2 separate regions of the Triticum aestivum genome follow, and region 1 is linked to region 2. A link is a contact called in public Hi-C data. All regions are on one chromosome and are shown on one strand. Each heading gives the region's core, a stretch centred on a gene start, on an enhancer-like site or on the middle of the called end of the contact. The rest is flanking DNA. Distances are from core to core; before and after follow the strand shown. Region 1 holds the start of LOC123110832 (mitochondrial substrate carrier family protein ucpB). Region 2 has its middle 6.9 kb from the start of LOC123114703.

The links. Hi-C and Micro-C count contacts between places; a contact is called where the count stands out from the background.
Region 1: a Hi-C map of leaf shows a contact between it and region 2, with 4 times the contacts expected there. The contact joins the promoter of LOC123110832 here to the enhancer-like site in region 2. A contact is called at or near these places in 2 of 5 Hi-C or Micro-C datasets (both in leaf).

Annotation. Positions count from the first base shown.
Region 1 is chr5B:137,683,683-137,690,122 of IWGSC CS RefSeq v2.1, reverse strand. It overlaps LOC123110832 (mitochondrial substrate carrier family protein ucpB), which reads right to left and starts at 1,732. Exons shown (of 8, transcript XM_044531453.1): 1 at 1,583-1,732; 2 at 351-412; 3 at 35-271. The coding sequence starts at 1,706. It overlaps TRNAP-AGG (transfer RNA proline (anticodon AGG)), which reads left to right and starts at 1,972; the gene lies at 1,972-2,043. LOC123110831 (bifunctional 3-dehydroquinate dehydratase/shikimate dehydrogenase, chloroplastic) reads right to left here. Exons shown (of 12, transcript XR_006453720.1): 4 at 5,985-6,340; 5 at 5,840-5,903; 6 at 5,636-5,741; 7 at 5,411-5,551; 8 at 5,103-5,251; 9 at 4,849-5,011; 10 at 4,653-4,754; 11 at 4,496-4,561; 12 at 4,065-4,400.
Region 2 is chr5B:137,314,871-137,321,258 of IWGSC CS RefSeq v2.1, reverse strand. No RefSeq gene overlaps it. Among protein-coding and RNA genes, the nearest start is that of LOC123114703, 6.9 kb to the right of the region's middle. Within about 2 kb of position 3,643, at least 3 of the 8 cell types and tissues checked have an H3K27ac peak or open chromatin away from gene starts, as enhancers often do. A contact at or near this core is called in leaf, where this site is marked.

The sequences.
Region 1 (6,440 bases), core at 483-2,982, 370 kb before region 2:
TTCATACTTTGAATTAAGTATCACGATACCGTACCTTTAAAACCTCCATCGGATTTGTCAATGCAGTTGCTAGGGCACCAGCAACTACTCCGGATGCAAATTTAAAAGCAAAGTTTGTTGAACCAAATGCATAGCTGCAGACATGTTTGCAGGGCTCATACAATCCTAATCGAAGGCCACCATAGATGAGGGATCTAGTCAATGCTGGTGCAAATCCCAGATAGAGTGATCGAGGCCCTTCCCTTTCTACCATTTGTGTAAATATTGCCCCCTGATAGGTTCACTAAAACTATTAAATTTAGCATTAATAGGTGATACATAGATGATGCGACACCTGAGGCTGTGCTTACCATTCCAACTAAGTTTCCTCTTTGCCCAGCAAGCTGCATTTGGAGTCTAATTTTGATAACGTCTGCAAGATGAAAACGATGGTACATATATAAAGGGTTTCTTATTTCTTGGAGAAACAAATATACATAAAAGAGTGGCCATCCTTTTACAGCGTTATCATTTAGCAGTATATCACTAAACAATTCACTGTTATCAATTTACAGTCCAGGTGCTACTTGACAAATATCTCCGAAAATTCACAACAAATCTGGACCATGCGACCTCCTTAGTTTCGGTCAAACCAATATATGTTTAATTTGCTTTGGCTCCACATCCATATGTCCCCTTTTGTTTGCTGATGTTAACCATTATCCACTATGATCCCGACAAAAAGGCTCATTTGTCGCACTCTGTTTTTTTGGTATCAAACCCTACTAAATGTTTGAATGGGGAAATACACCAAGCCAAGAATTTAAAATAAATGCACTGATTAGGAGAAGTAATAAGCATAGACAGCATATAATACATGCATTCCATTCAAATACACGTCTCATTTATATCAACATATAGACCATCATGCATGAGAACAGATATTCCCAAAGCACAGCTTATCATGTGCTATGATGGATGACACTTTTCAACACAGCCTGTTGTGCTGGGAGAACTATACCTTAACCTAATTCAATAAAAAAAAATCTGTTGTTTTACTGACACGGTTATTTCCTACAGGGAATATATCCCAAGCTTCTATCTACTTAAACATAGTTTCCAGTTCCACCACACATACCTATTCATTGCAAATCAGATGTGCTTTTCTTTGGAAAGAGCTGCTAATTTTTCGTTGACACAATAGAAGAGTTTACAAGGTCTTAGGGCACAAAAAGGCGCATCTCGACTCTGCACGGCACTGCGGCTCAATGGAGACAGAGGCCTGCTCTCTTGATGTTATGTGGCGAGCACACGGCATCACCCGGCATTTTGCCTCATCCTTTCAACTTGTCAAGGAACCGGCCTTGGTCATCTCCTTTCTTTTGAAGAGGCGGTGGCGAACGGTAGAATCTGTCGCCCGGCTTCTCAGCCAGCAATGTTTAGAACTGATGGACGCAAGTAAAACTAAGCCTGAAGCCCTGAACTATGACAGATTACCGCAAGGCTAGAACATGGTACTAGCAAATCTGTTCTCCCCATCAAACCCAACCCAATATATAATACTGTTAGTTAACAAAGTAGCGTGCAGGAGCAATTGGCTGACCGAGCAGATGCGTGACGGCGGTGGCGACGGCGACCGCGGCGCCGCTGGTGCCGAACTGGTACAGAGCGTAAGGCGCCGCGCCCCGGGGCGGCGTGCGTGCGTCTCCGGACATCGGCGATGCCATTCCTCTCCGCGCCGGATCCCCCTGGCCTAGTCGCGCGGGACGGAAAAACGAGGGAGACGAAGCGATCAAGCAGATGACGGAGGGAAACAAGATTTGAGCTCGGGACGGAGGGAATCGGGTATATATTCTTCTTGCAATTCCTGCTCCGGTTCTCGTGGGGGAGAGCGGAAGAACTATCGCCTGAATCACCACAGGGCGACAATTAGATTGTGCAATCGGTCTGTGATAAAGATGTAGAAGATTCCTTTCTGTTAGCATCAACAAAGGGCATTTGGTCTAGTGGTATGATTCTCGCTTAGGGTGCGAGAGGTCCCGAGTTCAATTCTCGGAATGCCCCGATTTTTTCTTCTTTACATGTATTATACTCCCTCCGTCCCAAAATACAAGAACGTTTTTTACATTAGTATAGTATCTATTTTCAACCATCTCTTTTGTTTAATAATGGGCCGTGCTACGCGTTGGTCGGTAGATCTTCTAAAAGGATTTGTTGCCTTGCGAGCCGTTTGATACGACACAATCGTGCGCTAGAGCGGTGTCTTTCACCACTGCAATATAGTTGTTGTTGCAGATTCTTTTTGAACCAATGTCTCGTTACATAAATCTTTGCAACATATGTCTTGTTGCAGAAAAACTTTGCAACAATGGTAATGTTGCATAATTTTTTTGTCTTCATCTTTGTACGATGTTTATGGAAGAATGTTTTGTGACATGATTGATGTTACAGAAAATCTTGCAACGGAGAGGAAGTTGCAAAAAAAAGTGCCATTGTGTTCTCGGAATGCCCCGATTTTTTCTTCTTTACATGTATTATACTCCCTCCGTCCCAAAATACAAGAACGTTTTTTACATTAGTATAGTATCTATTTTCAACCATCTCTTTTGTTTAATAATGGGCCGTGCTACGCGTTGGTCGGTAGATCTTCTAAAAGGATTTGTTGCCTTGCAAGCCGTTTGATACGACACAATCGTGCGCTAGAGCGGTGTCTTTCACCACTGCAATATAGTTGTTGTTGCAGATTCTTTTTGAACCAATGTCTCGTTACATAAATCTTTGCAACATATGTCTTGTTGCAGAAAAACTTTGCAACAATGGTAATGTTGCATAATTTTTTTGTCTTCATCTTTGTACGATGTTTATGGAAGAATGTTTTGTGACATGATTGATGTTACAGAAAATCTTGCAACGGAGAGGAAGTTGCAAAAAAAAGTGCCATTGTGTTCGCCACGAAGTCTGCTAGATGGTGGTGACGGAGGATCGGCGCCGCCGCCGGCAAGCTCCATACCTCCGACCATGTAGCCTCACCGCCATCCTCCTCTTTCTTCTGTTTTTTCATCTTTGTCTGTCTCTTACTGTAGGAGCGCCATGCGCTGCTGCCGTCACGGGTCCTTGCTGTGAAGCTTGCCCCCACCCCCGCCGGACCTCGCTGAGCTGAGCCACCGCCGGTCGTAGACGTCCCCGCCTCCTGCCCGCGCACCATCCTCATCGGATCCGGCTGGAAACCTCGCCGCCCTCACCCTCCCAGCCGCGCGAGTCTCGGTCCCCGCCGCTCCCGAACGTCCCAGCACGCCATCCTCGTCGGATCCAATGAGATCCAGCTAGAATCCTCGCTGTCGTCGCCCTCCCAGCCGCACGAGTCCCCGCCTCTGCAGGATCTAACCCCTCTTTGGTGGCGAGTTGCAAACTCTCTTTTCTGAAACAAAGGCTCAGTTGCAGAAAACATGAACACAGAGCGGTTTGCTCTCGACCGTATGATGAAGAGTCAATCCGACGGACACAGAGGCGACAGGCGCTCGCACGCTATCAATCAGCTAAAGGTAAGCGTTTCCCTTAATATTGCGCCAGCCAACATCTTCTTATGGATGGGACTCATTTGTGCCCATTTGATTTGGTGTTTTTATTTTGGATTTCTTTTTTGCAAGGAAAATTGCTTTTTGATATGCATTGGCTTCTTTCATTTTTCCTTCTACCGATGGAACCTTTTTTTTTGCAAGAAAAGGCCATCATGGCTAGCTTTATTCGACTACCTCCGTCTCGGTGAATAAATCATTTGCGTAGTTCTAGGTCGACGATTTAACTATCTAAATATGTATTATATGTGACAAAAAAATATATTTAGAAACTACATCTGCGTAGAAATCTAGTGATACTTTTCATGACATATAACACATATTTAATTTCTCAAATCGATGACCTAGAACTACGCGAATGATTTATCCACCTAGACGGAGGTAGTACTGATGGAACTTGACTGACTCGTTTAACTGTATAGTTCCCTTCGGTGAGAAAACAGTACATCTGCTAACAGGCTCTTCAACCGCGAAGGGGGAGCAAATCTGATCGGAGAAAGGAACATGCCATGCTTGATTCCACAGGTGTATATTAATTTATCATTATTACTAGTATCCTACAAAACTCATAAAATCTGGGAAGCAAAGCCTCCTTCCTGTTTTCTGATGCACTAACTTTTGGCAAACAAATATACTATTTGGGCTATACAATGCAAATTTTCAAGCGAGGCCATCTCACAATCTACTCAAACTGATTGCTGATTCCAAATCCAAAAACTTATACGAAAACCCGCAGACATGGGTTTGTCTGTCACAAGCGAGGTTTGAGTGATGTGCTCCTGTTTCCCTTCACGGCACTAGGGTTGTCCAAAGAATTTGCCAGCGCTCGGAATTTACCATCAACCGCTGAAAACAAAGACTGAGTTATATCGAAATTTACCATCCATTAGGCATCCATAGAAATAAAATTGCAGATATTATGGCCACACCGCCACACTGACTTTATCTCCAGACAATGTATCGCCACCTCATTCAGATATCCAACACATTTTAGTAATTCACACAACCTTGAAAACAGAAGGAAAATAGAAACATTATGATTCTACCATGAATAAACGTGAAAACTGAAACCTGGGAAACGTGCAAAGATAGTGGCACCTAAGTAGTTTTCCAGACAGTCCTATGTAAGGGAAGGATGCATTTTGAACAAACCTTATTAGGTCTTTCTCAGAACAATATCACGCATCAAGCTATCTGGAGCTGTATGACGAGCCATAGGAGAAACGATGTAAGACTTACTACCCCACACGAACTCATGGGCAAGCACACAAAAATATAAGCATAATTTTTTTACCTGGCATGCCCGTGAAATGCTCAAATTGACCCATTGCTTGCCTTATGAACATCTCCAAACCGCTAACAACTGTGGCTCCACATTCTGCAGCTTCCCTAAGAAGTCTTGTCTCTTTCGGTGTGTAGACCGCATCGAAGACAACAGCATAAGATTTAAGCGCTTGCTGCAAAATTATATTATTATTATTATATGAAACTAGAAATGCAGAAAATATTACATTGTAATTCAGACTAGAAAAACAAGGAGATTTAAACCTTGGATAGAGGAGTTTCATTGACATTTGGATGCATTCCTATTGCTGTTGTGTTTGCAAGAATCATCCCTTCCTCCGGATGGTAGTTTTCTAACTCCGTGAGAGTCAAAGCAGGCCCACCGATTAAGTTACCAAGTTCTTGAGCACGTGCTGCAAAGTACAATGAAGGTTACGTTTGAGATACAACACACTCTGAATAATTCAAATGTAACGACAAACTGTATAGCTGCCTAAAAGATGAAGCGGGGTAAGGATACAATATGGAAAATGATCAATATCGATAGCGCAGGATCTAGAGCAAATGCATACCGAAAGTGCGGTTTGCTATTACAACCCTTGCTCCCTTCTCTTTTGCACCGTAAGCAAGTGCTTTCCCTGCACCACCAGCCCCAATAACAACGAAAAGCCTTCCAGCCAGTGGTGACGTGGTAGAATGCGTTGGTTGTGTTGCTGCCAATTTGTTTAACACACACTTAAATGGAAATACTGATCAGCAATAATACAATGGTTCAATATATAGTGGCATGTAGAAACCTCTTATTCCATCTTCAATAGCAGAAATTGCACCGACATAATCAGTATTGTAGCCTACAAGTTTCCCATCAGGTTTTCTAATAATTGTATTAACAGCTCCAATGTCCTGAAGAAAACGGCATACTCCCAAATGTTAATCTGGGTGTCTTAAATGGTTCAACAATCCAATGAATGGAGTAGCAGAAGAAGGGAGGATGAAATTACCCTGGCAATAGGATCAACCTCATCACAGCACCTAACTGCAGCTTCCTTGTGGGGAATTGTACAACTGCATTCCAGTTCATAGGATGGAAAGAATTAACTTCTGGTTGAAATAGAGTATGTGATGTGGCTCACTAAGATTAAGTACCTGAAGCCAGCAAAGTGTGGTGAAGAGTAGGTCGAAAGAAATTTAGCCAAGTCATCCACCAAAAATGGCACATACACAGCATTCAAACCCACTGATCTGAAAGCTTCATTATGCAAAACCGGGCTTTTACTGTGTCCAACAGGATTTCCAATAATACCAAACACCTTGGTATCTGGGCCTATCTGTCTAATGTTGTACACATTGATCAAGTCTGCAGCGGTTGGCTGTGAAGGTGCAGATTCTTTTCCTTTTTCAAGAGAGCCAAAAGTAAGGTATCCACCGAATTTGGGGCAGAGAACACGAGAAATAAATCCTCTGTCGTTCATCACCAGTCCTATGATCGGCACCTGCTTTTCCTAATGCATTATTCAAATAAAAGATAGTGTGAACTAGGAATCCTGCTAAAACACCTGAGAAATGGAGCATGGAGTCATGAACATGTCACATAGCATAATA
Region 2 (6,388 bases), core at 2,394-4,893:
ACGATGTGTGCAGGGTTCCCAAGCCCACCTCGCCGGATGGATCTATGCTTGGTACACCGTGCCACTTGTGCCTAGTCTGTCCCAAGCCCACCTGGCCGGGTGCCACTTGGTAGACTACTAACACTACCTACAAACACCAGAAACTAGTTGCGACTCCTGGACAGAGATCAAGTTGGTTAATAAGTCGAGAGAGTCAATTAAGGATCCCAATGTGTGGTAGTATCGAGTCATTGGACAGCATACATAGAACTCAGTGCTTAAGGACGGTTCCAGTGAGACAACCCACCATGTACTCCTACATGGCCTCTCACCGCTACCTTTACCAAATCGTGTTCACACACTTAACTCTCAGCACCAGAACATATCGTAACACTCCAATTCATTCCCAATGAATCAGACCTGACACAACTCTAAGCAATAGCAGGCATAGCATGGTAGGAACACAACAATGGCTTCAATCAACTCCTACACATGCTAGTGGGTTTCAACTATTTACCGTGACAATGACAGGTCATGCAGAGGAATGGGTTCAACTACCGCAGCACAAAGTAGCAGAAGAATCGTTGTTGTCCTAATGCAATAACCGAGAGCAGGAGCGAGAGAGTAGGATTTTATCGGAATGAACAAAGGGGTTTGCTTGCCTGGTAGATCAACAAGGGAGGCACTGCTTCATAGACAGGCACTCTAGAACGGACTCCAGAGCAGGACCTATCGAGAAGGAACAGTGTCGGCAATCAATACACAAACATATGCAACAATATGATGCATGAACATGGCATGAAGATGTGATGTTGTTTGAGCTAATGCAACTGGTATCCATTTGGTTTGAAGTCCATTTGAACCAAAGGTTCAAATGCATCTCCAAATTAAGCTCCTATATATGCCATAATGTGTTTTCACCTATACAGCAAGTATAAGTTGGTTTGTCATGCATGAAACTAGTACAGATGGAAAGATTGCATTTTTCTGATAATTTTTCATATATAAATTATTTTAATCTGAGCTACGGTTGAATTGATATGAATTTTTGAAGTTTAAATCAATTTCTGGAATTTCCTGATTTAATTTAAATCCAGAAATCATATTATTGCGTCAGCATTGAGTAAGCATGACGTCAGCAGGTCAACTGCGGCTGGCTAGGGTCAAACCTGACGTGTGGGGTCCACACGTCAGTGTCAGGGGGTTAAACAGGGTTAGATTAACTTAATTAAAAAGGTTAGTGGCGCTGGGGCCCACTGTCAGTGTCAGGGGGGTTAGTTAACGGTGATTAGCACTAAGCTAATCACCTGGCCGACGGGGCCCACGCGTCAGTGACCCTGGGGGGGTCAAACCCCAGGTCGAACAAGTCAAACCCGCCGGCGGTTAGTCGCCGGCGAGGTCCGCGGCGTACTTGTGCCCCGGGTTTCCTCTGTGGTGCTCCAAATGGCGCGCGGCTAGGTGCGTTGGAAAGCCAGCTCGATGGCGCGTCGGCCGGTGGCCGTGGCTGGGCCTGGGATGGCCGGAGTCGACGGCGGCGAGCTCGGCTGTGGCTGCCGGAGTTCGGTCTATGCGGGTTAGGCGCTGCAGGGCACTAGGGAGGCTGCGAGCGGGTCCGCGCGACTCGCCAGAGTGCACTGAGTGCAACGGCGAGCTTGGCTGCGGCCTGCAGCGGCTGTGGCCACGACGGCGAGGAGCTGCGGCGGCGATGGCTTCGGCCATGGTGGGGAACGGAGCTACGGCGCGGAGACGAGGGGGAGAAGAGAGGGGAACGGTGGCGATGCTCACGGTGGATCCAGCGAAGGCGTCAGTGGGCTCGGGGAAGCACTGGTGCGGCCGGAGCGTCGTCGGCGATCTCGGACAGCCGGCGATGAAGACGACGAGGGTGGCGATGATGGAGGCCGTCCGGAGGTGCGTGGCTCGACGAGGAGGTGGACGGGGTCGTGGCGGAGCTCGTGGACTCTACGGAGGGGCGAGGGGACGGCGGGGAGCGCGTCGGTGGTGAGCTGCGGCGGCGGTGGTGCTTCGGGTGAGAGAGAGGGAGAAGGGGAAAAGCACGGGAGAGAGGGGGGTGAGGCCAGGGGATCGGGGCGGCACCGAGAAGAAGCGTCGCGGCGTCGCGTTGGCAGGGTAGGCAGGCAGGCGAGCTGGTGGCGTGGTGCTCCGCCCGCGCGCGCGCGTCGGCCACACGCCTGGCCGACTGGCGCCAGGAGGACGACGGCGGTGGTGGGCTGGGCTGGCTTGCTGGCCCAGAGGCGCCAGGTAAGAAGCCCAGGTAAGGTTTTTTTTTTCTGTTTTTCTGTTTTCTAATTTCTCTGACATTTTGTTTTGATTTAGTAATAATACTAAATTAATTTATTACTCTATGCCAATTTTTGCAGGAGCTAATTATATTATTCCAGAGCTCCTTAATAAATGGCATAGTTTTTGGACCATATTTTATATATATAACAATATATATCCAAGGCAAATAATTATCGGATTAATCTAAATGGCCAAAATTAAATATCCATAAGCTCCTAAAAATATTGGTTTGATTTTTATCTCTGTCCAATATTTTCAGAGAGCAACATGAGCATTTTTCTTGGACCCTTTTGGAGAAATTTTTATTTGAGTCATTTTCAAAATGATTCTGAGGGTTCCACCAATCCTCATTTCAAATTTAAATGAAATTTAAACATGATGCACAAATGACTAGCTAGTCTAGGTCATACCAGAACTAGGGATGTGACACCCCGGCGCCGTTTGGCAGCGGGGGCCCGCCGCCACCGCGGCGCAGATGCCGGCGGCAGCGGCGGAGAGGGAGCACCGGAGGGAGGGCTTCTAGGCGGCGGCGCGGTTGCGCCCCCGGAGTCGCCTGGGGAGCGACTCGGGGGGTTGGGGGCGCTTCACGTCCCCAGATAGGAAACTAAAAAAATGCCAATTCTACATGGCTTCTGGCATACCAATGATGGTCATAAGTGCTAACAACTGACAATTTTGTCAAACACACAAGGGCATCTCCAAGGGCATAGTCTATTTCTCCCCTGTGTGTCCGCCCCCACCACAGCCAACGCCACACCTTTTCTATCGGTCCTGTCGGATGGCTCTGGTGGTTTCCCATGTCGTCATCCTTGGTTTTGTCGAAAGGGTGGGGCATGCACCAAGGCTTCAGTTGGATGATGGGAGGCGGCTATATGACGATATGTGCACCCCCCCCCCCCCCCCAAGCAGAAATGAGGTGATGCTCTTGAGTAGGTATGCATATTTAGGATCGATGTGAACGTTTTGTGTTGCAATGGGTATTGTGATGCATATTTAGGATGAATTGATGATGGGTATGATCAACAATGGCCAAGTACCTCCAATATTTCACAATGGTAATAAAAATACGCCAATGTATGATGTTAGGCAACCATCTCAAACCAAGAAGGTGGCGAAGTGAGGAAGTGCATACACCTGGAAGGAAGATATGTTGTTTTGCACGACTTGTTTGCATGTGAGATGAGATGGATCCAATATGTGAAACGGAGCAAAAGAGTTCTAAATATTGGAAGAAAAATCACGACTACTACCATGAGTTCATCAAATCGCAAGCGACCACAATGAGACCACGCTCGCTCATACTGTAGATGGTATGCCATGCAAGAATGAGTCAACATTTTTTGGGGTCCACATACGCAAGTGACAAATAAAAAATCGACATTTTCCCTCTCCTCCCGGGCCGCTCGTGCGAGCGGCTTCGGAGGACCCCAAACCCTATCCTTCAGGCGGCCCGATCTCCCTCCCCCGGCCGCTGCCGCTGCCGGCGCCGGCGGTGGCGGCCACGCCCGACGAGTGATGGAGGCGCTCCCTGACGTGCACTTTCGCGCGGAGGCGGGTCGTCCCCGGGGAGGCGTTGGTGGTGGGTGTCCGGCGGCACGAGTCTCGTCGGGCTTCGCCGGCGCACGGCGGGGATCGTGGAGGAGAGGTGGGCTTTGGTGAGGCTGGCAGCACGACAGTGGAGCAGGGCGGCGCGTCAACGCAACTTGGAGGCAGCGGCGCGAGATCTCGGCCTTGGAGGCGGTGGCGCTATGAAGGCTCGGTCAGGAAGGAGCTCCTGGCGAGTAGTGGGCGGCCGACCTCCTCCTAGCTGGGGCGTGCGTTGGTGCCCTCCCGGCGATGCTGGCGTCCGAGTGGAGCGTGGAGGGCGGGTCAGATCTGTGCCTCTGCTCAGGTTCGATCTGGGCCTGGGGCTAGGGTCGTAGCGTGGGTGTCCCCTGGAGCGGGTGATTCTATCGCGGTGATCCTGGTCCATGCCCGAGGTGCCGGGAGGCTGCTGGCCGGGTTGATGGTGGATGATTGGGCCGCGTTCTCTCTGCTGTGTGTGGTGTCGATGAACCACAGTTGTGCAGCTTCGACGGCGAGGTGCTGCGTTGGCGGCGGTGTGAGGCTACAAGGACGGTGCTGCCCCGGGCCTTGGAGGTGCGGAGATATGCGGCGATACAGATGAAAATCCTGCCCGGTTGCCGGGCCGGCGGCGATGTCTTCCGCGGATGTCATTCCCCTTCTTGGAGGCGTCGCTGAGGTGTTGCTATCTTCCTCGCTTGGTGTTGGGTTGTTGTCTCCGGGCGAAAGCCTTGATTCTGTGCAGGGTCGGCACGATGGCGCGTCCTCGACGTCGTCCCTCTGTTGGGAGCATCGTGTCTGGGGACACGGTCTGGAGGTCCTTCATTGTGCTCCTCCGGTGTTCGCCGCTGTCCATGATGGATCTTCTGCGGCACAATGTACGGTCGTCGCTAGTGATTCCAAGACTGCGCCTTTCTCCGGTCTGATCGAGTCCCACCATACACTTGCCACCTCCTTTAGGCATAAAGGGTGGATGGAGCGTCGACAAGGGAAGCTTGGCAGGAGCTACGGTTCTTCGGAGGTGACCGGCGTAGGTTGAGACGTGGCATGGTTCTTCTGTTTTGGTCAGGCTCTTTTGCGTTGTAGTTGTTTTGTCGTGGTGGCTATCTTTGGACTAGCCAGGTGTGGAGTGTGCGCTATACTTGTTGTTCGCAATGAGTTGTAGTTATTTTGTACTTGAAATTCTCTCTTCTATAAAGCTATGGTACACAATTTGTGTACTTTTAAAAAACAAATAAAAAATCCAAGTGCATTGGGAGTCGGAAGCCATTCGATTTTCGCCACTTTACATTGATCATCATGTTTGTTTTCTTGCTTTATATGTTGAAATATGTTGATCTGTGGTTCATTTGATAGTTGAGCTTGGCGGTGACATTGTACCAACAAATTGACAGGAGGCCATTTACGTTGTCACATTGTTGGATGAAGTTGAACGACACTAGTAAATGGAGTGAACTTGTTAGAGAACTCAAAAGCCCCAACAAGAAGCAAAAAACAAATGATGGCTGAAGCTCCCAGCAATTTATTAGGGCAGATGAAGAGGATGTGACAAGTGGAGGTGCAATTGCACTAGCGATCGACGTGAAAAGAATGAAGGGAAATAAGTGGGAAAATATAATGCAAAGTATGATGGAGGGCAAGCGCAATTTCGGCCTCGTGGGTGGAAATCATTATCAGTGTCAAAACCGGCGGATCGCGGGTAGGGAGTCCCGAGCTGTGGATCTTGGATCAATGGGGAACAAGGGACGAAGGACATGGTGTTTACCCAGGTTCGGACCCTCTCTAAGAGGTAAAACCCTACGCCTGGCTTGATTATATTGAAGGGTATAGGATGATTACAGAGTCGATCTACCATGAGATCATATGAACTAAACCCTAGGCAAGTAGGATGATGGGTGTTGTTCTAGCCTCTACGGTCTAAACCCCGTTGTTTACATAGACACCAGGGGTACTAGGGCTGCACATGGTCGGTTACAAGGAAGGGATAAACATGTTGATTCTTATCTTTTCTGCCTTGGAGGACACACCAAGGCACCAAAGGCTTCCAGTCCGGATACGAAGTCTCTTCACAGTTTAGTCTTCTAGTAGTTCATAGACTTCAAAGAGAGAAGGTGGTCATCAAAGCAAGGAGAGCGACTACCGAGGCTTAGCAAGTTGTACTTGCAAGGATCACTACGGAGTTGAGGGGATGACACTAGCATTATTAATTATGATGCTAAGAAGTAGTTCCACACAATGTGTATCAACATCAATGCCCACCATCAACTTTGATTGATTCAATTTTTTGACTATGTTTGAATTGTTAAGTTGTTTGACTTGTTGAATGGTTTGCGCTTCATATTTATCAGTGAGATGTCTTCAAATAGTTTGGGCCAATTTTTATAGTTGAAATAATGAAAACAGTGAAGATATGAAAAAGGGCCAAATACATGGGTGAGGACAAATGCAGGATGATGCCCTTAGGCATCACTATTTTGGTAGACAAATGAGTTCTATCAGCGGACATGGATGGACATGTCCACAGACAAATGAGGGAGGTCATTTG